Regions from separate parts of the Anser cygnoides genome. Here region 2 is linked to region 1. The links are chromatin contacts, called in public Hi-C maps. All regions are on one chromosome and are shown on one strand. The core of a region is the stretch at or near the end of the contact, and the rest is flanking DNA. Distances in the headings are between cores, read along the strand shown. Region 1 holds the start of ANAPC2 (anaphase promoting complex subunit 2). Region 2 holds the start of PNPLA7 (patatin like phospholipase domain containing 7).

Region 1 (4,637 bases), core at 764-3,263:
TACAAGCAAATAAAGAAAATCTAACTAACTGAAGGCACCGACCTCCCTGCGTGGTCCATGGATGTACGAACAGCTCTTAATTTAAATGCTCTGAGAGCCTGCACAGATGCACTACATATATGATAGATGAAACTACTGCTATCCCATCTTATTCAGAAGCATTATTTTCTAGCTATCAAAAGCTTTTTCATTTAGAGAAGTTTGCTTCTTTGGGACAGAAGGCCTTAAAAAAGACGGTGATATTCCCACAGCCAGTAAAAACAGCTTCAGTCTAAAAATCTGCTCCAGTTCAGCCACCAGCTAGCCAGCAGCCACAGAAACTCTGTGTGAAGTTTCCTAGGTGGTACTATGTCACTGCCTGCGTAACCCCATGCACAACTCCTCCAGTTTTCAGACACAACAAGACCTGCTGCTGCCACCCTCCCTGGACTATCTGCTCGTTCTGTGAGACACCACCAGCCCATAACGTACGTACAGAATGTCATTGAGCTGCTGAAACTGCTCCATGGCTTTGGGACACCAGCACTGCTCCCTCTTACTGCCGCAGCCTGCGCACACCTGGCTCTCCCCTCCGCCCTCCTCCGTATCACTCTCTTGCTCGTTCTCACTCATGCTGCTCTCACACTCGTTCATTCCTTCTTCTCCTTTCTTCCACTGCCGCATGTATATCCGGAAAGTGCGGCTATAGAACTGCTGGATCATTTCTTGGAAGGACTTTGTGGTGGAGAAAAAAAGGATAGCTTTGAACATGGTGTAGACCTTCTCTTGCAGCATCTGAGCGCCTGTCCCCAGCAGCAAGCCCGCCTTGGTCCATCTCTCCAGGAGCTCCAGGCTGTTTAGGTAGGGGTCCAGGCGGCACTTGAGAAGACAAAACGCGTCCAGGAGGAGTGAGGAGCACTGAGGCTCCTCCGCGGTGTTTTCATACTGGCCAATGCAGTTCCAGAACTCAGGAGCTATATTTGCCTGAAGGTCCGTCTGCAGCACCTCGATGAACCACTCTTCCACGATCGAGTGCAGGTCGTAACAGCGCAGCACCTCCAGGGCAGCCCGCAGGTCAGCATCCTTCAGCGGCCCCACAGGATCAGACCTTGGTGCTGCCTGGAAAGCAGAAGGGACAGCAAGTCAAGCACACTTCTGTAGGTAGATCTGTGGCAGAAGAGACCGCTTGGCCCTGAGGAGTGGAGACCAAATGCACGCAGGTCTGCTGAACAGCACCAGGCCAGGGTCTCGGACCACTGCTGGAAGCCAACCATCCACCTCAGAGGCCCCATTCCCAAACGCCACCACCCACCGCGGTCCCCGTCGGCGGCTGCTGCAGGAGGCACAGGCTGGTGCCATGTGCCACCCCAAAACACAAGGCCCTGGAACAAAACCCCAAAACTGCCTTCCGCAGGGAGCAATCAGGCAGACAGCTGCAGCACCGAGGGAGGAAGCAGCGGTCTTTCTGGCCGCTTTTCCACCACACAGCTCGTCACGGAGGGCGTTGGGGCCATGGCACCTCATCACAGAGGGCTTTGGGGCCACGTCGAGAGGGCGAACAGAAAACCAGACCCGAAAGTAGAGGGGCCGGGGCCGGACCCCGGGACCCCCTCAGGCACCACGGCTCCCCCGGCTCCCCCCCGGTTCCCCCCGGCCCCAAGACGAGGGCGGCTGCGGCGCCCCCCCCGCGGCGCCCCGAGCCCCCGGCACCCCCCGGCCGCCCCCGGCCGCCCCCCGCTCACCAGCCCCAGGGCCGCGGGCGGCACCAGGGCGGTGCTGAGCTGGTGCCAGGCCGCCGAGAGCTCCTCGCCCGCCGGCGGCTCCATGCGGGCAGCGCCGCAGGAAGAGGCGGAGCGCGGCGGGGCCGTTGGCAGGGCCGGGCCGGGCCGGGAGCCGCGATGGGCGAGCCGGGCGCGGCGCTGCAGGGCTACAACGCGGCGCTGCTGGAGGGTGAGCGGGGCCGGGCGGGTGAGCGGGGCCGGGCCGGGCCGGGCCGGGCGCTGACGGGCCGGGCCGGGCCGGGCCGTGCCGGGCAGGGCTGGCGGAGCTGCGAGCCCGGCGGGAGGAGCTGAACGGGCGGATCCGGGAGGAGGAGGCGGAGCGCGGCCGGCTGCAGGCCCGGCTCGGGGCGCTGAGCCAGCGGCTGGCCCGCACCAACGAGAGCCTGGCCGGGCACCTGGCCGCACGGAGCGACCTGGACAGGAGCATCGCCGAAACGGAGGCGGCTTACGGCAAGGTACCGGGCCCGACACCCTGCCTGAGGGAGGAAAGGGGATTTGGGGCGGTCTGCGGGCTCTGCTGGGCTGCCCCCGGCTGAGCAGGGGCGGGGGAAGCCACAGCACGCTGTGAAAATAGAGGGAAATGGTCCCTGGGCCCCCGAACCCTGACAAAAGGCCCCCCTCACCAACACTGTCATCCGGGGAGAGGGGAAAGGAAAAGGAGGAAAGCAGACACGGCCAGAAGACCAGGAATCCAAGCAGGTAACAACAAACCGATGCCAGAACTGTTGGCCCCGCTCTTGCTGGCCTACGCTCTTTTTGCTTCACTTTCAAGTAACCTCATCTTCCGTCTTTCTATTAGGCAGCATCTGCCATATCGTCACTGAAAGAGCAGGAATGTCAGAGCAGTAAGGGGGCAGGAGGCAAGCGAACAGCACAAGGGCTGACCATCGCTGTCATTTCTGTTGTGGGATGGCTCAGTCCCTTCAGCTTTCCTGGATTTGTAACCTCTGTTGGGCAGGGACTGCTTCATTCCGCTGACAGGATAACAGCTGAGCTCGCTTTTAAAATAAAACTCCAATCAGCTTTTGAAAAAAAGTAAAAGAATCTTTCCAGGTAGTTGCCTAAATTTTCCTTTTTCCCCATTTTTTTTTTTTTGAATGCAACAACTGCTATAAGTGTTGAATCCTCTTATCTCCTCAGGCCAGGACCTTCTGGCCAGCCTTCCTGGCAGCAGCTGTTTTTCAGATGAAGCTGGAGCTGATTTCTCTGCCTGCTTCACGACCTGATGGTTTAGGGTGAAGGGGAGAACTCACATAGAAAATGTAACAGCTTAGAAATTTTGTTGTAAAGCTACACAAACAACAGCAAAGGTTCTAAAAGAAACCTTCCCTGAGATACAAGTCACAACCCCCTATCCTACAAACAAATTCATGTTTATTGAAATTAGAAGACAAAGTCACAGTAGGTAAAAAGCCAAGGTGGTTAGGAGAGGAAATGCAGACATCCTGCAAATAGAAACAAGTAACAAAGTTCCTTTCCTGTGGATTTCCATCTCTTGTCTGTAATCATACTCCTTGCCTTTCCCCCAGCCCATGAGTCGCAGGACTCCGTCCCCATCCACCGCATTCTTCCATGGACACAGACGACAAGATCCCAACTTCTAGTGGCGTGTCGGCCTTCGGGGCACTTGCCTTCATCTCTTCTCTGACCACTTAATGATTTCCACAAGTTCACAGGAGTGTAAAAATGATCTTTGGGACTACAGCCCTGCTACAACATTTTGTTACAGTTGTCCACCGTGTTACAACTTTACAACGGGGAGATGGACAGGCAACAAGATTTTCTAAGCCTAGCATAGCCTTGTATCCTAACGCACCACAAGTGCGAGTGCTAAATTATATAAAACATAAGCTAAAAACAGAAGAAAATGAATAAAAGTAGAAAGATTTAGTCTGACTTAAGGTCATTGTGGAGTTGAGTAACATCTTGAAGCAAGAAACCTAAAGTGTGCAGTTTTAATAGTAGAAGACAGTTGAAACGGTGTCTGAGTACAATTCTAATACTGATTTAAAAAGCCCAAGTATCAGCATCTCTTAAAAACTAAAGTTTAGTCCACAGCCTGCTGCAGCAGGAAGTTCTCTGTCTCGTGTTCGAAGACAGATAAATTGCTTAAGTTATTTCTTATTCAAAAAATGGGCATAAACCAGAGAAATTCCTCCACGGATATTCCTGCAGTGAGATAGAATACCTAATTCTCAGCGGTGTATCATCCTAAGGGATGGAGAGTCCCTCTTGCTCCAAGGTAGATCAGGTGAATTCAGAGAGAACTGTTTAGTTGATGTAAAAAAATAAGCTGTTTTTATTTCCTTCTTTCCCAGATTCTGGAGAGTTCTCAGACATTGCTAGATGTCCTGAAGGGAGAAATTGGGAGTGCTAGTAAAGCCAGTGAGCCGAAAAGCACTTCAAAACAAAAAGAAAAACTAACAAGTGGACAAAAGCATTCCTAAACTTGTTCTTCAGCCTGGCAAAGCCTGTTGGTCTGGGACAGCTGCTGTTCTGGTACAAGGATGCCACATTTAATAAAAGTCTTTGTTTGCAGGAGTACGTTTTCCTTTCAAATGCACTTTGGTATTAGTTAGAGGACTGCTAAATGTAATCCCCTCATGCTAGGGATCAGGGTAGGTATCCTACAAAAATACCCTTTCTTTCGGGCACAGTGATACCAAAGCATATCAGAGGAGGTGACACATGAGCTAATGCTCCTGCCCTGAGCCAGCCTTCAGCTTGCTTTGCCAAGAACAAGCTAAGCATTCGTCTGGTACAGACAGGGATTAGCACACAAAGCCGGGAAGTGCAAAGGCAGCACTCAGCGAGGTGCGAGTCACAGCCACAAGGCAGAGCGGGCAAACTGGGAGAGGGAATAGAGTGGTCAGCAGT
Region 2 (4,590 bases), core at 996-3,495, 230 kb after region 1:
GTAGGAAACTAAAAAGAGTATAAGAACACACCAGCCAGCAAGTCTTAAGTCTGACTCAAACCTTTCAAGTACTTGAATCTTATTTTTTGGTGCCAATTTTTGCCCTCAGTTCCAGATTCGGATGATGTCTTAATTTAGCTTTGCAACCAAAAGTAAACTGCAAGTGCACGCTGAGAGTCACCAAACCACGAGAGTCTCCCTCATCAAAGTTCATTCCGGGTTTGCAGTGCCTGACCAGCCGATGCTTGCAGATGAGATTTTATCTTCTGAGACTGCTTTAACGCAGCGTACCAACAACGTTCCCAACATCCTCGAACTACCGCTGTTATCGGTGCCGGACTGTTATTAGTGGGATGGCAGTGAAAGGTCACAATAAAAAAAAAAAATGTTGAAAAGCTGTTAGCCACCAATACAGAGTGGCACAGCCCAGTGAGTTCGCAATATTAGTCATTGTGGTCACCTAGTTTGTTTCTCCTTGACAGCGTCAGGGTTACGCACTGTTCTGCTACTATCCAGGCCTGTACGAGCTCAAATAACACGGAAAACAGGAGTTGCCAACTGACAGTCACATTGCTGCTACGTGAGAAGAAACAAAGTCACGACAAACCAAAACACGCACACGCAGAGCCCTCCCATCACAGTACAGAAAGTCAGCACGGGAAAGAAAAAATTCAGACCTCCAGGAGAAACTGAGAGGCTCGTACATGGTTTATTACCAACAGCAGCGTGAACAACATTCCCCCCACAGCATGGGGAGACTTTCAAGCACTGGTGAACCTTTGGGAACAGCACGGAAAGCCAACAAGCAGGATGTGACCTCACAGGCACCCGAGCCATGTAAGCAGTTCTTCATAAGAAGACAGCCCCTGGGACAGCTGTGAAATTGTTAAATCCCCAGCCCTGCACAGCCACAACATCCCACGGCTGCAGGACGCAGCCTCCACTACCAGCACCTGTGTTCAAGGACCTCACGTAGTCCTCAGAAGCCTTCAGACAACCCTCGGACACAAAACTTGTTTTGAACATCCCTGAGAAGACCGGCACTTCACGGGAAAATAAAGCGGCGATAGGCTACGAGTGTGCGTTGACGTGAAAATAATTTGTCTGCTTTTTCCCCGAGGTTTAATTCTCATTTTCTTAATGAAAACTTCACGGTAGATAAAAACACAGAGCTACGTAAGTAACGCTCACGCCCATCCAGAGTACCGAGCACAGAGCAAGCAGCTCCAGCGAGAACTTAGGAACTTTGCATTGCAATCAAAGGTAAGCAGGGAGGGAGCCGTGCCCCGCACAGGGAGGGGTGCAAAGCCTCCGCCGGCGCAGAAAGCAGGACCTTAAATCCGAATTCCTCTGAACACCAGACTTCCTTGTGGCTCACGGGCACACCTGGCCGCATGCCTACGGCTTGACTACAGATACAGGATTTTCACGAGAAAACGCCTTTTACCTGCCTACGAGCACGCCGTACGTAGCTTTGAGTTCCAGCAATGACCATTTCCTATCGCGGGCCCTGTGTGTCATTACGGGAAGGGCGACAAGTGCCCCGCCGGGCCGCGAGCTGCCGGCTTAGGATCAGGCACAGGGCACGTAGAAACCGCGCCATGCTGCCGGCGGCTGGGAAGAGGGAGCCGAGAGCGAGCGGCTCGTGGGCAAAACAAATCGGAAAACGGTAAAGTACAATCCGCCGGGAGCGGGACCGATCCCGAAACGTCCGGAGGGTTAAAGCCCCCGTGAGGGAAAGCTCTTCCCAAACAGCACCGCACGGAGCGACGGTGCTCGGGCGTCGCTCCGGGTCCTGGCGACGCCGAGAGAGAAAAACGCCAAAAGCCCACAGGAGCCCCCCGTACCTCCAGGCTGCTGCTGTTGCCCTCCTCTTCGGCCATGCCTGCCGGTGCCGGGGCCCCCGAGGGACGAAGGCGAGCTCAGCGACGGGAGGGACCGCGCCCCGCCCCCGGCCCCGCACTCGTTTTGGGGCAAAAAAAAACCGAAACCGCGGGCGGGGGCCGCGCAGCGCCCACCTCCCCCAGGCCCGGGCTGCTTTTTGTGAAAGCTCCGCTTCTCCGCTACGCTCCCAAACGGAAAGCCTCGCTGCAGGCAGGCGGCAGCAGCCGGGGGGCTCAGCACCGGTACCGGTACCGGCACCGCCCGGAGCCCCCGCGCTGCGAACGGGGCCGAACGGGGCCGAAGCCAGGCCCGGCCCCGCCCCCTCACCCGGCCCCGCCCCCTCGCCCGTCGCCACCGCCCCCGCCGCTGAGGGGAGCGGCAAGCCCCGCCCACCCAGCCGGCCTCCTCGCTGCTGGTTGGCCCCCTCCAGCCCCGCGCCGAGAGCAGGCTAAGATAGGCGTCGCGGATTGGCCGGTGCCTTCCGACCAGTGGGAGCGGGCGGTGCTGCGGGGTGCGGGTTGTGTGAGGGGAGCCGAGCACTGACGGGAGACGGCGGCGGCGGGAGACAGAGCCCTCAGCTCGGAGCCCTCAGCCCGGCGCCGCCTTCCCCTGTCCCGCCGCTTCCTGAGGGGCCGCAGGAGCCCGGCATGGGGCTGCTGGCCCAGCTGGCCCGCGGGCTGGTGCGGGGCGCCGACCGCATGTCGCCGTTCACCAGCAAGCGCGGCCCCCGGAGCCACAACAAGGGCCGCGGGGCCAAGAAGCTGGGCGTGCTGACCTCCAGCAAGAAGTTCCTCCTCGTCAAGGAGATGGTGCCGCAGTTCGTCGTCCCCGACCTGGCGGGCTTCAAGCTCAAGCCCTACGTCTCGTACCGCGCCCCCGAGGGCTCCGAGCCGCCGCTGACGGCCAAGCTGCTCTTCAGCGAGGTGGTGGCGCCCCGCATCGAGAAGGACGTGAAGGAAGGCGCCTTCGACCCCAACGACCTGCAGAAGTACGGCTTCGAGCCCACGCAGGAAGGCAAGCTCTTCCAGCTCTTCCCCAAGAACTACGTGCGCTAGGGAGCTGCTGCCGTGAGCAGTGGTGGGAGAGACTTGGCCTGCACCCGCAAATCCGGGACTGTTTCTTTCAGTGGGTATTAAAAGCCGATCCTTCCGCTTTGTCTTTCTGCAATGTGTGATTTAAATCGCGGTGGGGGAACTGGCAGCTTGTTCCCCATCAGCGAGCAGGGAAGGCGTTAGCTGGCTTGCACCGCGTGTGTAGCGGCACGTGTGGGTGTCCTGCTGTCAGACAAGAGCTGATTGACCACACGCTGGTAATAGCAGGAGGGAGTTTCTCTCCAGGCTGCAGAAACAAATGTGCCTGACCTCCAGGAACGAGGGAGGGCTCCTCTGCCTCCGGGAGTGTCTGGAGCTGTGGAATGAGCCACTTCCAATTGAAGTGTCCCTGGTCAGCACTGCCACAGCTCTGCTGCAAGTTGCAAGCACAGCCAAAAGCGGAATGCTCAAATAAATTTCTCCCTAGGTAAAGGGAAATGTTCCCCTAAAACAGGGATAAGACCTCCAACAAAGCTTTACCCTAAGCTCTCTGAGCAGGAGCCGTAGCTTATATTGAATGGCACAATTATTCCAGGCTTTCCCAAGCCTTAAAACTACACTTTTGAAGTAAATCAAGATACAGTTAATTGTTACAGTGACTGTTCCTTAGCAGTGCAGGTGCTTGACCTTTGAAGATAGATGCTTAAATTTGAAATACATCTCAAGAACTGTCTTTGACATAGATTCCTGAAAGAGCAATGCCCTACAACTCATAAAATGCAACGTATACAAGCAGCACTTAAGAGTTGTGTGGAACTGCTTATGAAGTAAAAATAGCTAAATTCTAAGTAAATTGCTGGAGATAACATGGTTTTTCCCCTGGCACTTAAGTACTTAGTTTTTGATAAAATGGTTCTATGCAACAGATCTGTGTGGAGGCTGTAGCACTGCCCAAAGGTACTTTTTTTTTTTTTATGAGGCTTTCCAAATACAAAGTACTGCAAAGCTTGAGTATCAGCTAATTTAATTAAAATGAAATTTTTCACGTTTGGAGAAAAGATGCATGTTACCTATGTTCTCTGTGAGCATCCAGTCTGTAGTGAAGACTGACAGATAAGTCCTGAAAGTGTTTTGTAAAAACAAAACCATCAAGTCTGGATAGAGCTGTGATGACGGGGAGGGATTCTGTGTTTGCTTCCACTTGGCAGGACTGCATTCAGGGCTGAAAACCCCAAATACTTGTCTACTTGGTCTCCTGAAGAACAAGCACACCACCAATCACCCTTAAAGAAACCGAGCTGTTACATGACAGGAATGGAGGTCCTCAGGTGGGCTAACTCGCTAAAGATGGGAAACAGGAAGAGAAACTAGCTGATTTTTGTGGTGGAATGATGCCAGCGGTAGTGTTCTGCAGGAGTTTGTCCTGGAATAAGACACACAACTGAAGACAGTGAATCACTCTTCTTAGTAACAAATTCTTTTGTCTTAGATCAGTATGGAGTGTAGCAACACTGGCTTTATGTTGTTTAGCGATTATAAATGTAGCAACAATCCAACCAAAGTGTGAAAGGCTTTTTTAAAAAGTCAGAACAACCAAGAAAGATAAATCACTTGTATTGATTTTATTTTAGAAACATCCAAAAATAGGGCGTTTTTTTAACAAAAGCTCTTGTTC

Evidence for each region. A called contact is a pair of places that touch in the nucleus more often than the background predicts.
Region 2: a Hi-C map of fetal liver shows a contact between it and region 1, with 2.3 times the contacts expected there. The contact joins the promoter of PNPLA7 here to the promoter of ANAPC2 in region 1. A contact is called at or near these places in 4 of 7 Hi-C or Micro-C datasets (fetal liver, granulosa cells and liver).

Annotation. Positions count from the first base shown.
Region 1 is chr20:10,341,717-10,346,353 of Taihu_goose_T2T_genome, forward strand. ANAPC2 (anaphase promoting complex subunit 2) reads right to left here and starts at 2,014. Exons shown (of 13, transcript XM_066980525.1): 1 at 1,722-2,014; 2 at 476-1,098. The coding sequence starts at 1,805. SSNA1 (SS nuclear autoantigen 1) reads left to right here and starts at 1,801. Exons shown (of 3, transcript XM_048053421.2): 1 at 1,801-1,929; 2 at 2,016-2,215; 3 at 4,079-4,301. The coding sequence starts at 1,878. The coding sequence ends at 4,207. It overlaps TPRN (taperin), which reads right to left. Exons shown (of 5, transcript XM_066980545.1): 5 at 3,118-4,637.
Region 2 is chr20:10,566,968-10,571,557 of Taihu_goose_T2T_genome, forward strand. It overlaps PNPLA7 (patatin like phospholipase domain containing 7), which reads right to left and starts at 2,246. Exons shown (of 35, transcript XM_048056282.2): 1 at 1,848-2,246. The coding sequence starts at 1,883. MRPL41 (mitochondrial ribosomal protein L41) reads left to right here and starts at 2,387. Exons shown (of 1, transcript XM_066980544.1): 1 at 2,387-3,040. The coding sequence starts at 2,532. The coding sequence ends at 2,939. DPH7 (diphthamide biosynthesis 7) reads right to left here. Exons shown (of 9, transcript XM_048056375.2): 9 at 4,514-4,590.